Regions from separate parts of the Sus scrofa genome. Here region 1 is linked to region 2. The links are chromatin contacts, called in public Hi-C maps. All regions are on one chromosome and are shown on one strand. The core of a region is the stretch at or near the end of the contact, and the rest is flanking DNA. Distances in the headings are between cores, read along the strand shown.

Region 1 (6,112 bases), core at 2,938-5,437, 41 kb after region 2:
CTGGATCTTGGGCTGAAGGTTTTTGGATTTGGGTCGCCCAGGGCCAGGGCCCGGCCCATGTCCTGCCTTCCCTTCCAGTTTCTGCTTCTTGGGTTTCCCATGTTTGGGGGGAGCTCCAAGCTCATGGTCTCGACCCAGCTTCAGGAATCGTCGGTCACCTTTCTTATCCTGCCAGTCGGTGAGGATCTGAAATTCACACACTGTCACTGAGAGGGAGAAGGGAAGACACAGGCAATTCGTCCTCCCAGAGAAAAACTGGGATCTAGAACTCAATTAGGCTCCAAGTCTCTCCTTATTCCCTTTATGTCTAGCAAATTCCTACTCATTCTGCAAAACTCAGCTCCTTATCTGTGCCCATCTCACAGGATTTTATTCATATTCTTCTAATCATTCTATTCACTTGTCTATACTGACTCACCTATGTAGCACCCAAGCCAGTTACACAGTGTTTAGCAGGTCAAGCAAAGAGATCACATCTCAGGAAAACATGCTGGGAGTAATTTTTTGGTATAGGAAAGCAAGCTTTCCAGCAAACCTTCTCTTCAAATATCGCCACAACTGGGAAGCCTTCTCTGCATCAGTTACACAGCTTCTTAGATGCTAAAACACAACTGATTATGCCACAGCCCACTCAAAAAGCTTCAATGGATTCCCAGGGACCACAATTTTTTTTTTTTTTTTTTTTTTTGCTTTTTAGGGCCACACCTTTGGCATATGAAGGGTCTCAAGTTAGGGGTCAAATCGAAGCTGCAGCTGCTGCCCTATACCACAGCCATAGCAATGCAGGATCTGAGCTGCATCTGCAACCTACACCACAGCTCATGGCAAAACCAGATCCTTAACCCACTGAGCGAGGCCAGGGATCAAACCTGCACCTCATGGTTACCAGTCAGATTCGTTTCTGCTGCACCATGATGGGAACTCCCACGAGTTAATTTCATTCTTTTTTTTTTTTTTTTTTTGCTTTTTAGGGCTGCACCTGAGGCACATGGGGGTTCCCAGGCTAGGGCTCCAATCAGAGCTACAGCTGCCAGCCGACGCCACAGCCACAGCAACACAGGATTCAAGCCGTGTCTGTGACCTACACCACAGCTCACGGCAACACCAGATCCCCAACCCACTGATGGAGGCCAGGGATTGAACCTGAAACCTCATGGTTCCTAGTCAGATTCATTTCCACTGCGTCACAATGGGAACTCCAATTTTATTCATCTTTTGAGGTCCAGTTAAAATGGCATCGTCTTTGTCTATGAGTCTCTGATACTCTGTACCTCCACTGTAGGACTAATCGTGTTGTTTGATCATAACTAGAACAAACAGAATACTTTGTGGAGTTCCTGTTGTGGCTCCGTGGGTGACAAACACGACTAGTATCCATGAGGATGCTGTTCGATCCCTGGACTTGCTCAGTGGGTTAGGGATCTGGTATTGCCGTGACATGTGGTGTAGGTTGCAAGTGTGGCTTGGATCTCGCGTTGCTGTAGTGTAGGCTGGTAGCTGCAGCTCTGATTCAACCCCTGGCCTGGGAACTTCCATATGCCATAGGCGTAGTCCTAACAAAACAAAACCCAACCAACCAACCAAACAACAACAAAAAAAACCCAAAACAAAAAACAAAAACAGAGTACTCTGTCTCTTCAACAAGATTATAAGCTGTTAGAGACACAGAGGTTCATTTTAAACATCTCTGTTCCCCCGCATCTGGCATAGCACCTGGCATACAGGGCTCAGAGAATGCTTATGCCATAAATAGAAATCATCAGAAGTATACCAATAAATAACATTTGACATGCTTACTTAGTATCAGGTGTTGTGCTGAGCCTTTGTGAAAAGTCTTCAAATCCTCACAAAAGCTCTGAGGGAGGTCCTATTATCCAGCCCACTTTGCAGATGGAGAACTGATCCTCAGAACTAGGAGGTAACTTGTGCAAAGTCACATAGCTGGCAAACAGCAACGCTGGCAAGTGCTTGGGCCAGGATGCAAATCCAGGCCTCCTCATTCCAGTTACCTCAGTACTCCTAACCACAACAGCACATCAGTTGGTACTTGTGTGCCCTCCTCCTCCCTTCATTCATTCTTTTTAGGGCCACACCTGTGGCATATAGAGGTTCCCAGGCTAGAGGTTGAATCAGAGCTGCAGCTGCTGGCTTATGACACAACTACGGCAATGCCAGAACCAGACTACGTTTGTGACCTACATTACAGCCCATGGCAATGTCAGATCCTTCACCCACTGAGCGAGGCCAGGGATTGAACCCAAATCTTCATGGATACTACATGGGTTCATTACCACTGAGCCTCAATGGTAACTCCCTCCTCCTCTCTTTAGTTGGCAAGCTCCCTCAAGGCCCAAATTGTCCTCACTACCTCTCTAATGATGAGCACAGGATCCAGAACATTGTGGGGAGTGGGGGTCAATAGATGCTTAGTGGATTAGAAATCCTGAAATTTATGAGGATCATGCACATTCCTACTTTGATTTTTTTTTTTTAGGGCCACACCTGTAGCATATGGAGGTTCCCATGCTAGGGGTCAAATCGGAGCTGTAGCCTCTGGCCTATGCCACAGCCATGCCAGATCTGAGCCTCGTCTGCAACCTACACCATAGCTCATGGCAACACCGGATCTTTAACCCACTGAGCGAGGTCAGGGATTGAACCTGCGTCCTCACAGATGCTAGTCAGCTTCGTTTCCACTTAGCCACGACAGAACTCCTCCTGCATACTTTACACGTCACATAAGCCCAGTTTGGGTTTCTCTTCCCCCCACTATGCTCCCATACCTCAGGCCTCAGCAGAGAGGGCTAGCTACCTCAGTGACCCATGCCACAACCTGTCACAGTCCATCCCTGGTGTCCCTCTGTGGGGTATCACCTGGGTTTCAGCCTCGAGCACCCGCAGGCGTCGGCTGGCAGAGGAAAGCAAGGTCTCAAGCTCCAGCTGCAGAGTGTCCAGCTCCTCAATACCGATGCCATCATCCTCAGAGCGGGCCAACACTGCTGTGTAGCGGGGACAGACTTTCAGGTGGTCCACAGACTTGAAGTCATGGAACTGCAAGGGGCAGTCCTTCAGCTCACTCATGGCCCAGGATAGGGGACCCTGTGGAGCTGGAGAGAACGGACCACTGATGGGGGGACAAGTGGCACAAGAAAAGACCAAGAGCTCCTTCTATTCAGACAGCCTCAAGAAGAAAGCCAGGCTTCAGTATCCTACTAAGGCTGAAGTCACAGTTCCTATTTGTAAAGCACCTACTGTGCACCAAGCTAGATGCAGACATTTTACTGGCTTCTCATTAAATTCCTCACATAACCCCGTGACTCATGGTGATCTCCATTTTACGGATGAGAAAACTGAGACTGTTAGAGTGGGTACATGTTCATGCTTATCAACACGCAATCTGAATTCAGGTAGTTTTAAGTCTGTGCCTCTAACCACAGTTATACTGTGCCTGTCCTTCTGATGCTCTTCCCTTCAGCTCCACTCTTCCAGAGTTCTGCTAAACTCCAGAATTCCAAGTATTCCATACTTACGTTAACGTTCTTTGTGCCTCCCAGCCTCTCCTAGTTTCACCCTCCCCACCTTTTCCCTATTTGCCCCAGATAGTAAGGAATGTGAACTGCTAAACTAGATACATCAGGATTCAAGCTCTGGCTTGACCAGCCTCTATTTATATAGCCCTGAACATGTTAATTATCTCTCGAGTCTCAGTTTTTCTATCCGTAAAATGGGACAAAAGACACCTGAGCTTGTTTCCCCATAAGAAGTTTGAATCTATAAAACGGGGATAGTAATAGTACCTACCTCCCTGGGATGATCTGAGGATTAAAAGATGATGCCCGTCAAGAGCCCAGTTCAGTGCCTGGCACAGAAAAAGTGGGACTGGTTAATGACTGGCCCCACCCATGGATAGCCCCAGTGTCCCGCCTTCTGGGTCCCAGACCTTTACCGCGGACACCCTACCGCGGCCCCCGCCCCCTCTACCTCCTCCTAGCCGCCTCCTACTGCCCCCGGGCCGCGGGTGGGGGCGGGGAGTTCCGGTCGGTGAGAGCTACCGCCCCGGAACTGACTAGGGGCTGGCCCCCAGCAGTGCACGCGGGGGCGGAAAGACGCGAGGACCAGCCCCTGGGTCTTTCGAGGGTGGGAGTTTGCCGGCAGCGAGTGAGCCCGCTGCTAGTGGGGTGGAGAGAATAAGCCTCGGGCGTACCCTCGGGAACAGCCCGGCGCCTGGGGGCGGGGCTCGGCGGCCGGGTTCTCCGCTTGGCAGTTAGTCCCGCTGAGCCCCGAGGGCTGCAGGTAGGAGGGGCCCGGAGAAAGGATGGGGGCACAGAACCGGAAGGATCGAAGAGCTCCCCCGGCTCGCCTTGTCCTAATATGGTGCCCAACCTGAGGCTGGGCTGCACCACTGCATGGCTGTGAGGGAAGATGGCAGCAAAGACGACAAGAAGGCCAAAGTCACAAGCGAGAGCCTCACCGATGACGGGAGAAGCTTGAGTAGTGATTTCAAACTTCAGGAATCTAAAACTACCACGGCAGTCCTAGCGGGAAAACTTCCGAAGTGCCAAGTGTTTTTAGCTTCTCCCTCCCCCGCTCGGGACATAGATGGTACAGTCCGGACGTCCGGGCGGAGACTGCGGCTGCGCTTCTCGCGAAAGGGCAGGCGTCGCGGGGCTGGCCACTTCCGTACTTCCGCTTTCCGGCCCAGCCAGCGCCCGCGATGGTGAGAGAGAGCCGGGACCCGGGCCAGGGACCCCCACTGTTCTGTCCTCAGGCTCTGGGTTTGGGGGAGATGCGGCTTTGCAGCGGAGAGGCGCTGAGCCGTGGGGTGCTGGGGGTGCGGGGGCACCATGAGGTTGGGAGGAGGGAGGGGCGGGGGCCGAAGTGAGAAAGGAGCGAGCGGGGGACGCCCTCCTAAGAAGCAGGCCTTTCGGCTTCATAGTCTGGGTTTTGAAGCAGGTGGGAGATACTGAATCAGAGAGGAAGCTGGGAGTGGGTGCTCCTAGGTATGGTAGCACGTCGGAGGCACGTAGTAGGCCCCGTAGCCCTTAGTAGGGCCGCTGAGGCTTGTAATAGGGCCACCTCCCCAACCAGTGCAGACCTTCACTAAATATGCACCCCCCTCTTGCCCTCTTGACCCCATGGTTCTCTGAGGGAGAGCGTTCTCTGTGGAACTTCCTTATCCCAGTCTTCATGTTGCCCCAGCTGTGCTTCTACCTCCCAGACCGCTTCCTGGTCGGAACTCAACCGTATCAGTCTTACTATAGAATGTAAGCTCTGATACTGCTGATTCCTTCCTCCTTGGAAATCCTCTCATTTGATAACTGGCTGTTCATAGCAATTTAGACTCACTAGCTTCCTCTTTACACTCTCCCTGGTGGTGCTACCTATTTAACATACAGGTCTTCATGACCGTCTGCATTCTGGTAACTCCTAAATCTGCTGGTCTAGCCCTCTTTCATGGTTCACCTGGAAGTGTTGAAGACACCTTGAAATTAGACTTCCAGGCCGTAACTCCTCTTTCCCTAAACTTGCTTGTCCTCTTGTGTTTGTCTTCTGGCTTTGTGTTTTCATAACCTCAGTTAGAAACCTGGGATATTCTAATTGAAGCCATGCCTTTTGCTTTTCTTAAACATCAGATTTGTTGAGGTATTACACCAGAATGCGTCATCGTGAAAGGGCAGGTGTCATAGGGCTGGCTACATAAAATTTATCCTTTTTAGGTTTGCCTTCTATGAATTTTTTTTTTTTTTTTTTCTTTTTAGGGCCACATCCACTGCATATGGAGGTTCCCAGGCTAGGGGTTGACTTGGAGCTGTAGCTGCCAGCCTGTGCCACAGCCACAGCCATGCTTGATCCAAGCCACATCTGTAACCTACACCACAGCTTATGGCACTGCCGGATCCTTAACCCACTGATTGAGGCCAAGGGTTGAACCTGTGTCCTCGTGGATGCTAGTCAGGTTAGTTAACCTTGGAGCCACGACCCAGAACTCCTGCCCTCAATGAATTTTGACAGATAAAGTCTTGCTTGTCCTCCATTGCCCCAGGCCAAGCTGTCATCAGCCTCCTCGAATAACCCTCTCTGCATTCTTTCTCACTTCCCTCTCCAATCCATT
Region 2 (6,209 bases), core at 3,489-5,988:
TCTAAGTCCCTCTTACCCCCAGTAGATCTCAGAAATACATCTTCCTGACCGATTCCTTCCCTCCTCCCCCTCCCCCCAACCAAGACTTACCAGCCAATGGCTTCAGCGGTGGAAACCAGCCAGTAAAGAAGAGTTTCTTGGTATACCGTAATGACTGCAGCCTTCCCCGGAGCAGCTCAGACTCTGAGTCCAGCAGCAGTAGTAGCAGCAGCGCTGCCTCAGACCGGACCAGGTACCAGCCCTCCAGATCAAGGCCTGCCCCCGGGACGCCAGATTTCCCTATGGGGAGTAGGGTGGCAGCTATCTTAGCCTCAATTAAGATGGCTCAAACCACAGGTTCTCTGCAAAATAAATGGAATAGATGAGTGTCACCATAACTGAACGGAGGGGACCATCCTGGGTTAAGCTGATGTATAAGTACAGGGAACATAAACTCATGCCCTGTGGTCTGGATTTGATCTACAGACATATTTTGTTTGGCTAGCATGTTATTTATTTATTTATTTTAATTTTTTGTCTTTTTGCCTTTTCTAGGGCCGCTCCTACGGTATATGGAGGTTCCCAGGCTAAGGGTCCAGTCGCAGCTGCAGCCACTGGCCTACACCAGAGCCACAGCAACGCAGGATCCCAGCCGCGCCTGCAACCTACACCACAGCTCATGGCAATGCCGGATCCTTAACCCACTGAGCAAGGGCAGGGATCGAACCCGCAAGCTCATGGTTCCCAGTCGGATTCGTTAACCACTGTGCCAAGACGGGAACTCCCTAGCATGTTATTTAAAAAAAAAAAAAAAAAAAAATTCCAGAAGTGCCACATAAAATTCTCAGTTTCTGTATGTACTTTCAAAATCAAATCTGGCAATTCTGGCTGCTGTTGCCTTAAGACAGGGCATGTGTTCGTCACTGCTGCTAAATCCAGCACATTTTACCTAAATTACCCCCAAAGCCATTCAGTTTGAAATTGAAGTAGCCTCAGTTTTCCTAAAGTCTTAGACCCCCGAGTCTTAAAGAAGAGAGGACACCCATCATGACATTTCCCACTCCTCCCCTTCTTTGAGTTGAGTTTCTCTTTTGTCCACAGCACAACGCCTTCAAAACAAGGCCGGGGCAAGCCCTCCTTCTCTCGGGGCACGTTCCCAGAAGATAGCAGTGAAGATACCTCAGGCACTGAGAATGAGGCCTACTCCGTGGGCACTGGCCGCGGCGTGGGCCACAGCAGTAAGTACGCCTGCCCAAAGCCAGGGGTGCCGGGGGCCCAGAGTCAGGGCCATGCCAGACCCCTGGCTGCTGACCCGCCCCCTCTCTCCCATTCCTATGAAGTGGTAAGGAAGAGTCTGGGCAGGGGAGCTGGCTGGCTGTCGGAGGATGAGGACTCCCCGCTGGATGCTCTGGACCTGGTGTGGGCCAAATGCCGAGGGTATCCATCGTACCCAGCTCTGGTAGGCTTCCACTTTTCTTGTCATACCCCTTGCCTTCCAACCCCAGAACACAAACTCAAAAATTAGCAGATTTTTCCTACTCTCTGCTGAGGTGCAGAGCACAGGGGTCTTTGGCAGATAGACACTTAGAGGTCCCTGGTTAGTTTCCCCATCTCTTTTTCTTCCTTTTGCCACTTGGGCTCTGAAATAGTTTAGCATGGGAAGAAGCCAAGGGTTAGCATTGCAGCCTTAGTAGCATGATAACCTTTTTCTGTCCTCACTTCAGAGGTGGTCTCCACATTCTCAGATAGGGTAATCTTTGGGGAAGGAGGAGACTGAACTAAGTCAAGGTGTTATTACACCCTCAGATCATTGATCCAAAGATGCCCCGGGAAGGTATGTTCCACCATGGGGTTCCCATCCCTGTGCCCCCACTGGAGGTGCTGAAACTTGGGGAACAGATGACCCAGGAAGCCCGAGAGCATCTCTACCTCGTCCTCTTCTTTGACAACAAGCGAACCTGGTAAGCAAAGAGGGGAGCATTTGCCATGACTCACAGCCACAGATGCAACCCTGAGTATGGGGCCAGGCTGCCAGGGAACTCTAGCAGCTGACAGCCCAGACTGTCATAAATCAGTGGGGGAAGGACCTAGATCTTTAGACAAAAGGGTCGTATTGACCATGAGTATGAGAGACTGAATGGGCAGCAGCTGATAAACAGCAGTAGCTAGAAACCAAAGGATTATCAGTGACTGTGACAAATGTGGGGGTGGCTACCCACCCAGATTCAGGTAGCTTCTAGACTTAGTTTTTCCACCTCCGCCTCATAGTGACAAATGGAGATATAGCAGGCATAATCATTCAGGCTCTGAATCCTGTTCTGTCACTTTCATGTATGTAATCTTTTGTTGTTATTGTCTGCAGATAATATTTAATATCAGTTAAGTCTGCCTGGAGCCTCTGGGATAGGGTACTTATTTCAGGTTGGGATAGGCCTCTTTTTACACCCATAAATACCCTGTGGTTATCCCTCAGTAAGACTGTTGACTGGGCTCTTTTCATCGCTAGACTGTGAGCAGTTCCATAAGGGCAGGGACTGCATCTCTCAGTTTCTCTTACCTCCCACCAGAGCCTGGCCCAGAGTTGGCACTCAAGAGGTGTTTTTGAATGAATGAATAAGTAAGGAAGGCCGGTGCTTGTTGCTCTCCCAGAGATAACTTTTCTGATCCTCACTTCATCCTACAGGCAGTGGCTGCCCAGAACTAAGCTGGTTCCTCTGGGCGTGAACCAGGACCTTGACAAGGAGAAGATGCTGGAGGGCCGCAAATCCAACATCCGCAAGTCAGTACAGATTGCCTACCACAGGGCTCTGCAGCACCGCAGCAAGGTGCAAGGCGAGCAGAGCAGCGAAACCAGCGATAGTGACTAATACTGCCCAGAACAACCCAGCCTACAGTGCCCTGCCACCTCTCTCCTCCCCTTTGCTCACTGTCCTGGAGTGGCATCGGCCTCTGCACTGACTCATTCCTGGTCTTGGGGCCAGTCTCAGGGGAAGCTGGGTGGGGGAGGTCCCTCCCGCCCTGAGTGCAGCTGGACTGTACAGAACACTCCAAGGGCCCATGGTGGCTCTGCGCAATGAGAGGAGAGGTCCTACAGGCCAGAAAGCTCCAGAGACCTCACGGCATTGCAGTGCAAGGTGGTGGGCCAAGGTTAGGACACTGTGTAAACAGGCCATCCCACCACCTGCCTGCTTGTGCCAGGAGAATCCTAACTGCCTAGTGGCCTGAGGCCCCTGAGGTGGTGAGGTGAGCGGGCATCTGCCCAGCCTAGCAGTGGGATTGATGTCTGTCCAGCCCGGAAGAGGGGCACTAGGTGACCCCCTCCCCTGCTGTTGTAAATACTGTAATTAGCGGAGAATTTAAATTATTCTCATTTGTAACTGCGTTTCCGGGTCGCGCCAGAGTCATTTGGTACTAAAAATCCTGGGGCCTGTCCCCACTTCCCTTCTTCCCATAGATTTCCCTCTCCTTTCAAACTGGTTTGTATTTATTTCAAAGGAAGAAAATATATTGATTCTTAGAAAATAAATGGTCTGTTTGGAATTCTTGGTTCTTGCCTTCTGCCAGGGCAAAGGGATAAAAGGTTCTCTCCCCCAGGGATGGTAAATAATTGGCCCCAAGCGGTTGCTTGTTGCTGTGTCTGCTGCATTTGTTAAGACAATAGCAAAAATAATGTGACAGCTCCCGTTCTCCATGAACTTAACTAAGTGGTAGACCCTGTGCTGAAGCACTTTTAGATAGTTTTGTATAATCCTTGAAGTAACTTTGGGCAAAGTTAATAGGGCACTTATCTCCACAAAGACATACATTGAGGTTTAGAAACATTAAGTAACTTGCCTAAGTCCCTACATCTGGGAAGTCACAGAGGTAGGATTTGCCTCTCTGCAATGCTTGCCCTTTAAACAGCATGCCAAACTGCTGGAAAAGTCTAGTGCCTGTTTCTAGTGGACTCCAGGTGCTTCAAGTTCTTTGCCAGTTGGATGGTCCAAGTACTTCTTTACAGTGGCTATAGCTGTGACCTTCCCTGTTTAGCTGCGGACTGAGCAGGAATGCAAAAGGTTACTCTTCATTCATTCCCAACCCTGACACCTCTTCTGATTTCAACATTTATTGAAGGAAAGCCCTCCAAGTCTGGGCACCTATGAGCTGGCCTGCCTACAGGTGAGAGGGCTACAGGCAAGCAGCTGTCCCTGCCTTGCAGCTACTGAGCAGGGCAATGGAGATGCTGCCAGGCTCTGTGGGTGGGTGGACACTGACAGATCAGCTGCCAGGCTCATTATTCAGATGCAGGAACCAAATATCACTACGCAGGGGAAAAACCACCCAAAGACAGTTCTTTGTCTCCTTGATTTTTAACTTTTTCCAGAATGGAAGAAGTTGCATGACACATCCTTCCTGGGCCAGTCCAAGGCGCTGGCATCTGGGCTACCTCGGGACCACACACTTGGTGGTCCTGTGGCCTCTATGGGCCGCCTGGCCCAGTCCCCGAGGAGGCCCCAGGCTGGCTGCATCTGCAGGAAGAAGCTGCTGCGTCCTGAGACAGAGTTGTTAGATCTCTCACGAAGAAGCCCGTGAGGAGGTCTGAGGCTGCAGCGTCAATGCTCAGCGACAAGGTCTCCGAGGGAAGCCGCTCAGCCGGCGGGCGCAAGGGCAGATCCTCCGGACCAGGCGCTGTGGAGACACTCAGAGGCTCAACGGAGCCGGAGCTGCATTCTGGCGCGATTCTCGGTGAAGGGGGGTTCATGGGAGGCGGACTGAGGAGGGAGAGGCTCGGTGAGAAAAGCTATCTTTGGACGGCAGGGGATAGGACCTGATTCTGAGGGCAGGCAGACCCTGAGGAGTCCCAGGGCTCTGAGGAGAATGGACAGTGAGGACTAGGGCCTGAGGGCGCTCTCTGCGACCGGGCTGCGGGACGTCGGGACGGAACCAGCGGGCGTGCGGAGCGAGCACAAGCGCAGAGAAAAAGCCCAGGGCGGGCAGCTAGCCCAGCGCGCGCCAACCGCTGAGGCGCTGCAAAGTCCACCCACCCGACGCCACGCCCGATTTTCATTGGCCTCTCTTAGCTCTCCGCCGACTGGCTACCTCTGGATCCAATTAGCCGGGCTTGAGCCCTACTTCCGGCGCTAGCGAGGTCCGCCCCTTAAGAAACCGGAAGAGCGCTTCTGCGCGCGCTTCCCAAAGTCTCAGCCGCTTGAGGACCTGTGGTGCGCGCCCAGAGGCTGTGGAGGGCAAGGGGAGGACATGTAAGGAGGATGCGCCGGAGGGTAGAGGCAGGAGATAGGACAGAATGGGAGGGGCGGAGCTTTGGTGGCCAGCAAGGGGCCGGGCCTGAGGGGAGTGAAGGAATTTAAATGAAACTAGCGGGGCTTTAAATCAATTTAGAGGTCAGGATTTGGTGGGGAGGCCTTGAGGGGCGTGGTCTTTTGGTGGTAAGTAGAGCTGCTATGGAGTGGGCAGGACCATCACGGGGCAGAGCCTGAAGTGGAAAGATTAGCCCTCTCTCCGTTCTGCCCCGTAGCATGGGGCATCGCACCCTAGCCTCTGTCCCAGCTCTATGGGCCTCCATCCCCTGCCCACGCTCTGAGCTGCGCCTGGACCTGGTTCTGGCTTCTGGGCAATCCTTCCGGTAAGTCACCCTGGCTCTTGGCTTCTAAGCACTGCAGACCTGGGACGTAAAGAATCACTGGGGGTTTGGAGTTCCCGTCGAGGTGCAGCGGAAACGAAACCAACTAGGAATCATGAGGTTGCAGGTTCGATTCCCTGGCCTCGCTCAGTGGGTTAAGGATCCGGCGTTGCCGTGAGCTGTGGTGTAGGTCTCAGACGCGGCTTGGATCTGGCGTTGCTGTGGCGTCGCTGTGGCCGTAGGCTGGCTGCTCCAATTGGACCCCTGGCCTGGGAACCTCCATATGTCGCCGCGACCTTAATAAGACAAAAGGAAAAAAAAAAAGGGGGGGAATCATTGGGGGAGATGGAAGAAACTTCAGAGTACAAAGGAGAGACTGAGGCACGGGTGGTGACCCTGTTACCTCCTTTATGAAGTGGAGATAATAAGCCTGCGGGTGCAGTGTAGCTGCAAGGATCAAATGATATAATTGCATTTTGTAAATCAGTTTTGTATATGGAGCAGCTGTAGAATGGGAGGGCCCCAAAGTGTGCAGGACGGGAAACTGAATGCTAGGCCTCCCGTGTGCCTGGGGGCTCAGGTGGAGGGAGCAGAGCCCTGCACACTGGAG

The links. A called contact is a pair of places that touch in the nucleus more often than the background predicts.
Region 1: a Hi-C map of skeletal muscle shows a contact between it and region 2, with 7 times the contacts expected there. The contact joins the promoter of TADA3 here to the promoter of OGG1 in region 2. A contact is called at or near these places in 3 of 5 promoter capture datasets (fetal liver, fetal skeletal muscle and liver), 14 of 47 Hi-C or Micro-C datasets (alveolar macrophages, blood, embryonic fibroblasts and 8 more) and 2 of 2 datasets of contacts at active chromatin or transcription factors (alveolar macrophages and skeletal muscle).

The regions. Positions count from the first base shown.
Region 1 is chr13:66,075,785-66,081,896 of Sscrofa11.1, forward strand. TADA3 (transcriptional adaptor 3) reads right to left here and starts at 4,188. Exons shown (of 10, transcript NM_001206536.1): 1 at 3,982-4,188; 2 at 3,802-3,859; 3 at 2,875-3,107; 4 at 1-186. The coding sequence starts at 3,081. It overlaps ARPC4 (actin related protein 2/3 complex subunit 4), which reads left to right and starts at 142. Exons shown (of 7, transcript NM_001206535.1): 1 at 142-149; 2 at 4,653-4,717. The coding sequence starts at 4,715.
Region 2 is chr13:66,033,931-66,040,139 of Sscrofa11.1, forward strand. It overlaps OGG1 (N-glycosylase/DNA lyase), which reads left to right and starts at 4,739. Exons shown (of 10, transcript XM_001928192.7): 1 at 4,739-5,219; 2 at 5,495-5,602; 3 at 6,180-6,209. The coding sequence starts at 5,496. BRPF1 (peregrin) reads left to right here. Exons shown (of 12, transcript XM_021069303.1): 9 at 85-232; 10 at 1,081-1,438; 11 at 1,786-1,940; 12 at 2,663-3,516. The coding sequence ends at 2,846.